Linked DNA regions of Mus musculus: region 2 is linked to region 1. Evidence: chromatin contacts called from public Hi-C data. All regions are on one chromosome and are shown on one strand. Each heading gives the region's core, a stretch centred on a gene start, on an enhancer-like site or on the middle of the called end of the contact. The rest is flanking DNA. Distances are from core to core; before and after follow the strand shown.

What was found. Hi-C and Micro-C count contacts between places; a contact is called where the count stands out from the background.
Region 2: a Hi-C map of ECoMG myeloid progenitors shows a contact between it and region 1, with 5 times the contacts expected there. The contact joins two enhancer-like sites. A contact is called at or near these places in 4 of 484 Hi-C or Micro-C datasets (CD8 T cells, ECoMG myeloid progenitors, embryonic stem cells and 1 more) and 1 of 115 datasets of contacts at active chromatin or transcription factors (fibro-adipogenic progenitors).

Annotation. Positions count from the first base shown.
Region 1 is chr2:72,850,520-72,856,207 of GRCm38.p6, forward strand. All of the region lies in intron 1 of Gm39849 (a long non-coding RNA gene), which reads right to left. Among named protein-coding and RNA genes, the nearest start is that of Gm39849, 8.4 kb to the right of the region's middle. Within about 2 kb of position 2,167, at least 25 of the 459 cell types and tissues checked have an H3K27ac peak or open chromatin away from gene starts, as enhancers often do. A contact at or near this core is called in CD8 T cells and ECoMG myeloid progenitors, where this site is marked.
Region 2 is chr2:73,051,072-73,056,759 of GRCm38.p6, forward strand. No RefSeq gene overlaps it. Among named protein-coding and RNA genes, the nearest start is that of Gm39850, 45 kb to the left of the region's middle. Within about 2 kb of position 3,155, at least 117 of the 459 cell types and tissues checked have an H3K27ac peak or open chromatin away from gene starts, as enhancers often do. A contact at or near this core is called in CD8 T cells and ECoMG myeloid progenitors, where this site is marked.

The sequences.
Region 1 (5,688 bases), core at 917-3,416:
CTACAGTGGAGCAAAACTGATGCTTACATTTCTAGTATTACTAGGGGGTTGGGAGGTGAGGTCCAAAGCCTACGTTGAGGCGAGAGTCCATCCAAGACTACTGTAACAATATTTTTCCTTCATATATTTCTGGAAGCATCATGACCAAAAAGCAAATTGGCAAGAAAGGGTTTATTGGGCTTACACTTCCACATTACAGTCCATTACTGAAGAAAGCCAGGCCAGGAACAGGACAGACACCTGGAGGCAGGAGCTGATACAGAAGCCATGGAGGGGTGCTGCTTACTGACTTGCTCCAAATGGCTTGCTCAGCTTGCTTTCTTGTAGAAGCGCGGACCATGGGCTGGGCCCTTCTCCATCAATCACTAATTAGGGAAATGCTCTCCAGGCTTGCCCACAGCCTGACTTTATGGAGCCATTTTCTCAATGGAGGGTCCCTCCTCTCAGATGACTATAGTTTGTGTCAAGTCGATGTAGAGCTAGCCTGCACACCTTCCTTGGTTACAAGGTTTGGGGACACTGTTCCTTTGACCCAATACTCTATCAAACAGCAGAAGAAATATTTCACATGCTTGTCCTAGAATGGCTCTGCCCCACAGTTTAGACTCACTGTCGCTGTACAGAAAATGAAAATGTCAACTAAATTTGAACAAGACATCCAATCTCTAGATTTATAAATCAGTAGATACATGTTAGCATATTAAACAAAAATAATACAATTATCAGCCTATTAAGCAAAAGCAATAATTCAGGTTTGGCAAGTAATTATTAAGTATCTACCATATACCTGGCATATTTTAAGATATTGATATCTGAAGCATTCTTGTGTGTGTGTGTTAGAGGGTTGGCTTTTGTTGTTGTTGTTTTTTTTTGTTGTTGTTTTGAGATAGTCTCACATTGCAGTCTGGGCTCTGGGATTACAGACATGAGTCACCATGCCCAGCAGCAGTTCTTTTTCTACGAGTGAATAATATTTGTGTACAACTATATGCATACATATGTGTATTTATCTTATACATTTAGCCATTGATATATAGTTAGGTTGTTTTTATACATTTAGTACACAAAATGTTTCCACATTTACTGTGATGCTTTAAATGAGAAAGGCCTTAGAGGCTCATATATTTGAATGCCCAGTGACCAGGAAGTGGGACTGTTTTGGTAAGGAGTAGGAGGTGTGGCCTTGTTGGAAGAGGTATGTCACTGGGGTGGGTTTTGAGGTTCCTAAAAGCTTTTCTAGACCCAGTCTCTCTGTGTTTCTTTGTTTCTTTCTTTCTCTGACTCTCTGTCCTCTCTCTTTCCATCTTTCTCTTTGTCACTCTGTCTGCTACATATGTGTCAGGATGCAAAGCTTTCAGCTACTTCCCCAATGCCATGCCTGTCTTCTTCCTACTGTGATGATCATGGACTAAATCCCCTAAAACTGTAAGCAATTAAATGCTTTCTTTTATAACTTGCATTGGTCACGGTATCTCTTCACAGCAACATTACAGTAAATAAGATAGTTGAGAAAATATCAGTGGTTATCAGATAAAGTTTTGAGATACTAAAAGAATATCCCTCAAAGGATATTGCCACCTACTCTGAACTATATAATGCAATTGCAGTTGTACATGGGATACTTATGTCACATTAGGCATGATTGTAACTGGTTCTTGTTTTCATTTGAAGATTAATCGTGATATGGAGATATGATTGTGTATCAAGTTGATGAGGAGTGGTCTTGTGGTGGCTGTTCTTGTCAACTTGACTACATCTGGAATTAACTAAAAACTCAAGCTGTTTGGCAAACCTGTGAGGAATATTTAGTTAATTGGACTTTTGAGGTAGGAAGGCCACCTTAGACCCATCTCACCTGAGGTTAGAAAGACTCACCTTGCCGTCTAATAAAGAAAGCAGAAAAGGCAAAAACAAAACTGATTTGAAAAACAAGGTTCTTGAAATATAGGAATTTCTGAAATTAAACATTTAAAATACCTTTTGCATGCCTCTGGTGCAAACCTGCAAATTCCTAAACCTTTAGAAACATCTGCTGTCTACTCCAAAATTCTTTCAAGCGTGGGTTTCAGCAAAAGCCAGAGAGAGGAAGCACTACTTCCTGGAGGAAGAGGAGCCTGAAAAGAGGCACGAGTCTAGGAAGGAGACAGACACACAGATGACTCAGCGGGCTTCAGGGCTTGGGCCAGAGATGACAAGGAGAGAAACCATTACCCAGTCACCCCAAGACAGGGTCAGGGAAGAGTGAGGCAATCCAGTGCCTCTGTAATTTCAGAGGACAGGCATTCTTTGAAATCTCTCTGTACTACCAAGTAATTGGGAAGTTCGCAGGACAAGATGTACAAATATCTTTTGTCTCCTCATTGATGTGCAAGGGATTGAAGCCAGTGGTTCACACATGCTATGCTAGCACTTAAGACTGCATCACTTGTTTTATTGTTATTTATGAAAAATTTTTCAGTTTGGTTGTTTTGTTTTATTTATTTACATCCCAAACTCTGCCCCCTCTCCTGGTCCCCCCTCATATAGTCACTCCCCCCATCCCCTCTCCCCTTCACCTCTGAGAGGGTGGGGCCCCCTTGGGTATTTCCCATGCCCCAACCCTATCACACTGGCCAGACATGGAATAAAAAACCTTGTGACAGAGTAACCTCTGCCTATACCCACAAAGGACCTTGCCTGGGAAAGGCCAGGCCAGTGGTGACCAAGGTAATTTTGAGCCATGCTCAAGGAACTACGAAAAGCCCAATGTGATTTAAAATGAAATGAAAATAAACTTAGAACTGAAAAGACCCCAGCATTGGTTTCCAAAAATCTCTTTAGCAATGAATACCTTGACTCAGACAAAATCCTGACACAGCACACAGGAGCCTGCTCTGGGGTAAGAAGTGGGGCTAGAAATAGGAAGTCCCCCATTCAACTTGGGAAACGCTGTACGGGCCCACAACAAGGTGGAGAGGCAAGAACAAAGCAAAGAGCAAGTATAGGGGCAAGGAGTGTAGCACAGTGGTGGGCGGAGCCTGTGCCTGCTGTGCAGGGGACCAGGCTTCACTTTCGAGTTTCTTTGGTCATAACAGACAAGGAAAAGACTCCCAAGTACTTCTGTACATCCATACGGCAGAAAACGAGGCTGGGGTTATGAGTGTTGGTGGGAATTGAGTAGGAAGAGGCAAAAAAGGAACTTTCTGGACTGACGGTAATATTCTGTCTCCATAGGCGTGTGGGTTACATCTGTCAAGATGCAGCAAATGTGAACTTCAGACGTGTATTTCAGTGAGGTAAATGTTGTGTTCAATGGGAAGAAAGCCATAAACAGATATTAAACTCCAGCTTATAATATGCATGTTGAAGTGCTTAAAGCGAAGTCTGCAAGATGTCTGCAAGTTACTCTGAAAAGCATTCTTTAAACCAAGAGGGCTGATGGATGAAGGAACAGATGGGTGTCTATACAACAAAACAGTATAACCAGTTGGGTGTACAGCTTCCAACTTTGCTGTATGCTTCCAATTTTTTCCTAATAAAATGTTAGAGGAAGGATCCTTATCTTTAAGAGATGCATTTTGAAATACTTAATGAGTGAAAATGTACAATGACTGGAATCTTCAAAATAATGTGGAGGGTACAGGCGTGAAAAAAAAGAACAGACAAGATGACCAAGAGTTTACAGTTACTGAAGGTGGTGATGGGTATGGGGGTTCATTTTACTACCCTGTTTCTGTGGATATGTTTACATTCCCATAGCAAACCACAGGCTGAGAATGAATTAGCAAAATGAGTTTTACAAGATGAGATAACACTGTGATAGCTTTTTGAGAGGTCTTGCCCTAATTTCTATTTGTGACTATGATTAAATACATTTGAAAGGGTTTTTTGTTGTTTTGTTTGCTTGTTTGTTTTTGTTTTGTTTTTTGTTTTTTTGAGACACGGTTTCTCTGTGTAGCCCTGGCTGTCCTGGAACTCACTCTGTAGACCAGGCTGGCCTTGAACTCAGAAGTCTGCCTGCCTCTGCCTCCCAAATGCTGGGATTAAAGGCATTGTACCACCATTGCCTGGATGAAAGGGTTTTATTTATTTGTTTTTTAGTAATAAATTCTAAATTGTCACCTTTTGTTTGCTATAGTGATGAAATCCCATTTGAAAAGTTGAAGTGGGAAGAGATGACTGTAGGGGTTAAGAGCACTTGTTGCTCTTGAAAAGGACCTGGGTTCAATTCCTAGTGCAACCATTTGTAACTCCAGTTCCAGGGGATCCAGTGTCAGTGACCTCCTCAGGCACCAGGTAGGCATGCGGTATGATATATATATATCATACCGGTTAGCATCCATTCATACACATAAAGTAAATAAACCTAAAACTAAAAAGAAAAAAATGAAGTAGTCAGGCATGGTAGCACAGGCTTGCAATCCTTACTCTCAGGAGGCTGAAGCAGGAAGATTGCTAGTTAGAGGCTAGCTTAGCTACACAGTGAGACCCTGTATCAGATGTAAATAACCAAACAAACAAACGAATAAGTAAATAAATAAACAAACTAGAGCTGTTATGATGTTACCCAGTGTATTTCACTAAAGCTCTGACTGAGATGGTGATGGCCCAGCTCATGCTCTGGAAACCTTTCTCAGTGGGAAGCATCCCGAGAGAACCCCGAGTCGTGCCTGGTATTGGCTTTTGACTGGGTGCTCTGAATCAAGATACTAAGAAGTCTACTGCTCTATATAGGGAGTATTTCCCCTGGCCCCTCCCTACAATTTGTTAAAACTTAAAAAAAAAAAATCCTACACAGATCAGCTCAGAGATGTCCTCTGTGAGTAACCAAGCTCTCTGTATCCAAGACGCTGGCTGCTCCAGCTAGAACTCTTGAGTCAAAAAGAAAAGAGAGATAAGAACCAGCTAGGTGGGTTTCTGTGAGTAAAGGTGCCCACTGAGCATGCCCAGCAACGTGACTGCAATGCCCGGAACCCACATAAAAGAGGGAGGAGACCAAGTTATCTTCAGACACGTGCCATCTCAGACACACACACACACACACACACACACACACTTTTTTTAAAAAAGAAAGAAAGAAAAGAAAAATAGAGATAACACTTTCAAAATTCATGATAATAGAATGCCTCCTATAAGTTTTCTGTGCAGTAAAGCTTAATTCAAAGAAACGCCCCCACATTTTGATGTTTAGCCAAACCGCCTCAGGCTTTACAATGGGCCAGAAATATGACAGCCCCGGCTCCCTTCCAAGATCCTCATCTCCCCTCTGGCATCAAAAAGAAAGGGCTCCCTCTGCACCATTCCTCCCTCACTGTTCTCCCCCCACCCCCAGCCCCAGCCCAGACTTTCTTGTGGTATTTCAAAATATTTCCTTATGAACATCAGTAAAACCTGAACAATAGCGGCTACGGAAAAATGGAGTGTTGTTCTCGAGCAATTCAAAACCTAAAAATAAGTTAACGCCTGTGTGTTTGGGTTGAGTTTTGGAAGCAAGCCCAAATGGCTTTCTTTATACCTGTACCTTTGCCTATCCCTGTACGAGAAAGAGCCACCTTTCCCTCTGCAGAAATGGTGTTATTGTTCCGTGAGTTGTAAGCTTTGCAGGTCTTATGGGCGAGCTTGCCCCCAAGGGCAAGACCCGTGCCTGGGTGATGGGTCACTGAGAACAAAGGAAGCAAAACTAAACAAGGACACTGGGTAGCTATGGTG
Region 2 (5,688 bases), core at 1,905-4,404, 200 kb after region 1:
TGGCTCAGCGGGTAAGGGCACTGACTGCTCTCCCAAAGGTCCTGAGTTCAAATCCCAGCAACCACATGGTGGCTCACAACCACCCATAATGAGATTTGATGCCCTCTTCTGGGGTGTCTGAAGACAGCTACAATGAATTTATGTATAATAATAAATAAATCTAAGAAAAAAGAAAGAAAACTCAGAGAAAAGACCTAAGGAAGGAGGCAGAGAAGGGGCAGTCTTTCCTGGGGCTCAGAGATTAGGAGTATTTAGACCCTACTTAGGAAAAACGCCTGATAGTGTCTGGGTTTGTGCTTTAGTTTGACCGTGTTCCTGTCAACTTGCTGACAGAAGGTCAGAAGGCCCAGTGATCACTACTGGACAGATTCAGAGGCATTGTGGTCTGCTCCCAATTGAAGAGAGAACAAGTCCCTTTTTCCCCAACTTGGTGTCAACTTCTTTTCAAGTGTGCTGTTGTCAAATCAAAAAGGGGATGGAGTCTGAATTTTATAACAAATGGAAGTGAAATAAAAGGAGATCCATAGCCTCTTAATGAAAGCACATGCCACCTGAGCAGGCTCCCTGGCTCGTCCCATGGCATTGGTGACTCAATGCTGGGAGTTACAGGTTTGTTAAAGAAGATGGGTTTTGATCAAGTGTCACATCTGTGTGACAGTAATGTGACCTGCTCTTTATCATGGCAAAGGAAGATGGGGGCCATGGGAACTTTATAGTTAGTTCCCAACATAAATTAGGAGTCTTGTGGAATGGGCGCTTTTGCAACTGGCCTTGACCTTTCAAGGGCCCAATGAGCATGTGTAAGCAAGGATCCACACACAGGTGTGAGTACGTTTGGAGAGATGGCAGAAAAGGCCATTTCCTAGCCTGTGCTAATGGGCTGGTTTCCCCTCTCAACTTATTATTGTCTCACAAGCCTGTGGTGCTAAACTTACCCTTGTTCTTGAAGTGCCAGACAAAGGTCTCTATGCCTTTTGCTCCTTTGGGATGTCAGTCAGGGTTGCCACTGCATAGATCCAAAGATGGAAAACAGAAGGAAGCACTTCAGGTGCCTGGTGCCATTTCTATGGGGGGAAGGAGTGGTGAGGAGGGGAACGGTCGATGTTGGAGTCTCACCAATGGACAACACGCCTTCAGGTGTGAATTCTGATGAATTTGGAGCAATGACAGTGGAGAGAGAATGCAACACACAAACACCCAAGGCTGTCCTGGAGTGGTCACAAGACAAGCAGACGGGATGATCAATGGTCAACAAGAATATCCCCTAAGAGGCAGCCCCCACCTAATGCCACGCCCATGTCCAGAGTAATCGTCCCACAGTGTCACTTTTACTGAGTGATGGCCCGTTCAACAATTTTTTCAATGCCCACACAGGAACTCCACCCTGGCACTATCGGCCCATCCTGGGCACTGTTCAACCCAACTGTTTTCTCGCTGTCTCCCAAACGCCCAACTATGGGCCTTGCCCAGGTCACTCCCTACCTGGAAAGCTGCTCTGATTCTCTTCCCTGTGGTGGTGGTGGTGGTGGTGGTGGTGGTGGCTACTCATTTTTCCTAGACTAGAGTACCATTCCTGTCTCAGGGAGGACCAAACGGCCACTGCCGTAATCTTAACCCCCTTTCTTTAATGCAGAAGATGAACTGGGAGCCTGCTGGGCATGGGTCAGGGCAAAGCAGATCAGGACGTCTGCTTTTAAGAAGGCCATCTGTAGTCCTGGCGGGATCCTGACAGCAAGCTGAAACAGAATGTAGAAGCAGGTTGGGATGTAACTGAGACTTGTCAGGGAAATGGAGAGAGAGAGCAGGAGCTCAGATACTGTGGGGCAGAGGCTGGCTGCAGGGTAGGAACCTATTGACCTCCAGGGAGGTTGTAAAGTCAGCCAATCAAACACCTAGGAAGGAGAGGAGTAAATCTGGGGCAAAGCACCAGCCTCAACGGTTTTCAGGTCTCTCGAGGATACCCTCTCTGTGTTCTGGTCTTTGAAAGCCGTGGTGATTTGAATGATAGAGACCTCCACAGGCTCATGTGTTTGAATGCTTGGTCCTTAGTTTGGTGGAACTGTTTGGGAAGGATTGGGAGAAATCCTTGTGCCCTTGCCGTAGGTCATTGGGGGTGGGCTTTGAGGTTTCAGAAGCCCACCTCAGCCTAGCCTCACTCACTCACTCACTCACTCTCTTTCTGCCTTCTGCCTGCATGCAGCTCAGCATGGAAGCTCCCAGCTACCGCTCCAGTGCGATGCCTGTCTGCCCACTGTCATGCTCCACGCCACGATGGCCATGGACTCTAATGCTCTGTGACTGTGAACCCCAATAAACTCGTTCTTTTATAAGTTGCCTCAGTCATAGTGTTTCTTCATAACAGTGCAAAAGTAGCTAAGACAGGAGATGCAGAAGTCTTTTTCTTTGATTTCTTCTCCTGGGAACTCTACAGTCAGCTAGGTTCTGGAAAAAGGGTGTAGATTAGGAAAAGAAAAAGAAAATCTTTTTTTGTTGAATACTGAGTACAAAGTTGTATATGGTGTGTGTGTGTGTATCCATACTACCTCCCCTCACACATACAGATATACATCGCTCAGCTTTTACTTTGTTGACCTATCACCCCCGACCCTAAGAAGCCACTAAGAAGCACCACCTGTTTCTATTAACCATCTCTCTGGACAGTTTCGCAGCCTTCCTCTCCCTCAGATGCCATCTACCCTTAAGAGTCTGGATCCCACCGGGCAGTGGTGGCGCACACCCAGCACTCAGGAGGCAGAGGCAGGTGGATTTCTGAGTTCAATGCCAGCCTGGTATACAGAGTGAGTTCCAGGACAGCCAGGGCTACACAGAGAAACCCTGTCTCGAAAAACCAAAAAAAAAAAAAAAAAAAAAAAAAAAAAAAAGAGAGTCTGGATTCCCTGTTCCTTACTTCCTTCCCTGGTGACCATGGACACGTTCTTTAGCCAGTCAGGGTGCCAGCTGGCTCATCTGTAAAATGGGTGAGCATACTGTTGTTCTGTGATTCACTTCAGATAATCCATGCATAGTACTGGGCACAGGGCCTAGGACATCTGTGATCCCATACAACTGCCTGGGGAGCACTCCTCCTCCTGGGTTTCGTGACCCTGCTGCAAATGGCTGCCTTCCTCTTTTTGCCAGGCGTGCCCCCTTCGAAGCTTCTGCCCTCCCCACACGTGGTATTGTTTCCTGTGGTTCTGGCTTCTCCATCTGACCACACTTCCTCTTCTTAGCCACTCCCCATTTGTATCAGTTGCTGCTACCTAGTTTCTCTTATCCAGCCACCTCCCCTCCTCCCACTTCTTTCTACTTCCCAGTATCCACTAACCCAGGCGATCAGTGCCTCCATGCAAGCCAGCCTCCTTGACCTCACCTTCACCCCTCCTCCTACCCTTCTCCTGTTCCTGTCTAGTGTTCCCGCAGAGACTGGTTCCAGTGGATTCCAAAGTCTGTGGAGGTTCAAATCCTATGTATCAGATGCTGTTTGCATACACGCCAAGCACATCCTTCCATACACCTTAAATCGCCTCTCAATTACTCATATTACCCAATACGCTGTAAGTGCTCCATCAATAGTTGTGTTCTACTTGAGGAGATAATGACCAGGAAGAAGAAAGTCTGGGAGTTTCTGTTTTGGTGTAGGTGCAACCCTCAGCCTGCCAAGGAGGCCTGGAGAGCAACTGAAGATCTACAAAATACTGAGCCTGGATGACAGGATATTCCTACACAGAGCTGTGTCCATGGGTTTCAGCTTAATGTTTGCATCCTGGGACCTTGAGTTCTGCCTTCTGGAATTTTTTTTCCCTGGGTGTTTCCATTGGAGGTAGGTCATATCCATGGGTTCAGGTCCCGGAGCCTCAAAAGTGCTAATTGTGAGCCCTGTCCGCCGATTCCCTTCATCTTGCCGTTTCTTTCTATTACTGATCCAAACCCTGGAGCATCTGCGGCACTACTACCAACGTCCTTAAGAAGTGCTCCCTCGGGCTGGAGAGATGGCTCAGCAGTTACAAGCACTGACTGTTCTTAAGAGGTCCTGAGCTCAAGTCCCAGCAACCACAGGGTGGCTCACAACCATCTGTAATGGGGATCCAGTGCCCTCTTCTGGTGTGTCTGAAGACAGCAACAGTGTTATCATATACATAAAATAAATAAAAATAAATCTTTAATAAGCAGCTGCTCTCATGGATATCCAGGTGTCCCATCCCATATCTTGGATACCTCAGGGATCTCCCAGGGCAAAGAGGAAAATAATTTGACAAAAGCTAGAACGGGGCTTAGGCTAGGAGGTAGGTAGAGAGAGGCTTGCCTAGCTCCAGGCTCAGGAGTTGTTTCCAAACAGGGCTGGAGGAGTCCAGGCAGGATTGCAACAGCCATGAACCAGAATAAGCAGCCCGGGGTAGACTGGAGAACTTCTAACTAGACACTCACGGCTCAGGAAAGGAGACCAACCTAACTTGGCTTGCAAGGTCTACTCTTACTCAGCCCCTCTCCCCTTCCAGCAGCCATTAAATAAATGCACACCAATTCTGCAACCAGTCTTACACCATTAATATCCTGATCCTGTGAGCCTTCATCTAGGTTTTTTTGTTTGTTTGTTTGTTTTTTTTTTTTTTTGCTTTTCTAGACAGGGTTTCTCTATGTAGCCCTGGCTGTCCTGGAACTCACTTTGTAGACCAGGCTGGCCTCAAACTGCCTGCCTCTGCCTCCCAAGTGCTGGGATTAAAGGCACGCGCCACCATGCCCGGCTAAAACAAAATCTTTAACAATTTAAAAACACGAATCTTCAAGCTCATAGGCGATGTTCCCCACGCATGGGCGCATGTGTGCTGACTCAGGTAGGAAGCAAGCTTGCTTCTCATACTCTTTACCGTGCATTCAGAAAACACACTTCTATAAAGAAATCCACTTTCCTTGACTGAGCCGTTAAGGGTATGTACTGCCTTGGCAGAGAATCTGAACTCTTTTCCAGTGCTAATAGTGGGTGTCTCACAACTGCCTGTATCCGATCCCAGGGGACCCTTCTGTGTAAATAGCACCCACCTCCAGAACCGATATCATCAGAACCTACTCAAGGGTGCTCGCCCTCCTGCCTTCCCACCCGGCAGGTTGGTTTTGTGAATGGCTTCATCAGAACTGTCGTTTCCTGGATTCCCGAGGAACGGACTGTTTGTCTAGGTCTTAGAGCACGCACTGTAGTTCCTCTTTCAACAGTCCTCATCTTAGGTTCTTTGTCCAGGAAATGTTCAGCTCTTAAGCAATGTCTACTTTAGCTATAGTGTGTTTGCTCTTCTACAGGCTCGCCTGACAGTCCAAAGTCTGCCATTACCCCTCTCCACCTCGAAGCAGCATGGTGCCTCTCTAGGTGACACCTGGCAGGAGTCACTTTTCAGTGAGTGGCAGAGCTGAGCCTACATAGATAGACCCTGATGTTCGTTCAGTGTCTATGAGAATTACAGAAATAGGTCACTGAACCTTTTTAAAAATAGAATTGACACATTTCAGGAAAGAACTTTTTTTTTTCTGCTGAGACAGCATACAGTACAAAGTGAAATAATCTCGAGGAGTAGAATTTTTAAAACCTTTTTTTTTCAGTTTTATTTATACTGTGTGTTTTACTGTGTACACGGATGCGTGGTGTGTATGTGTGCCACAAGTGGACCTGGTGCTAGAGGAGGCTGAAGACAGTGTCAG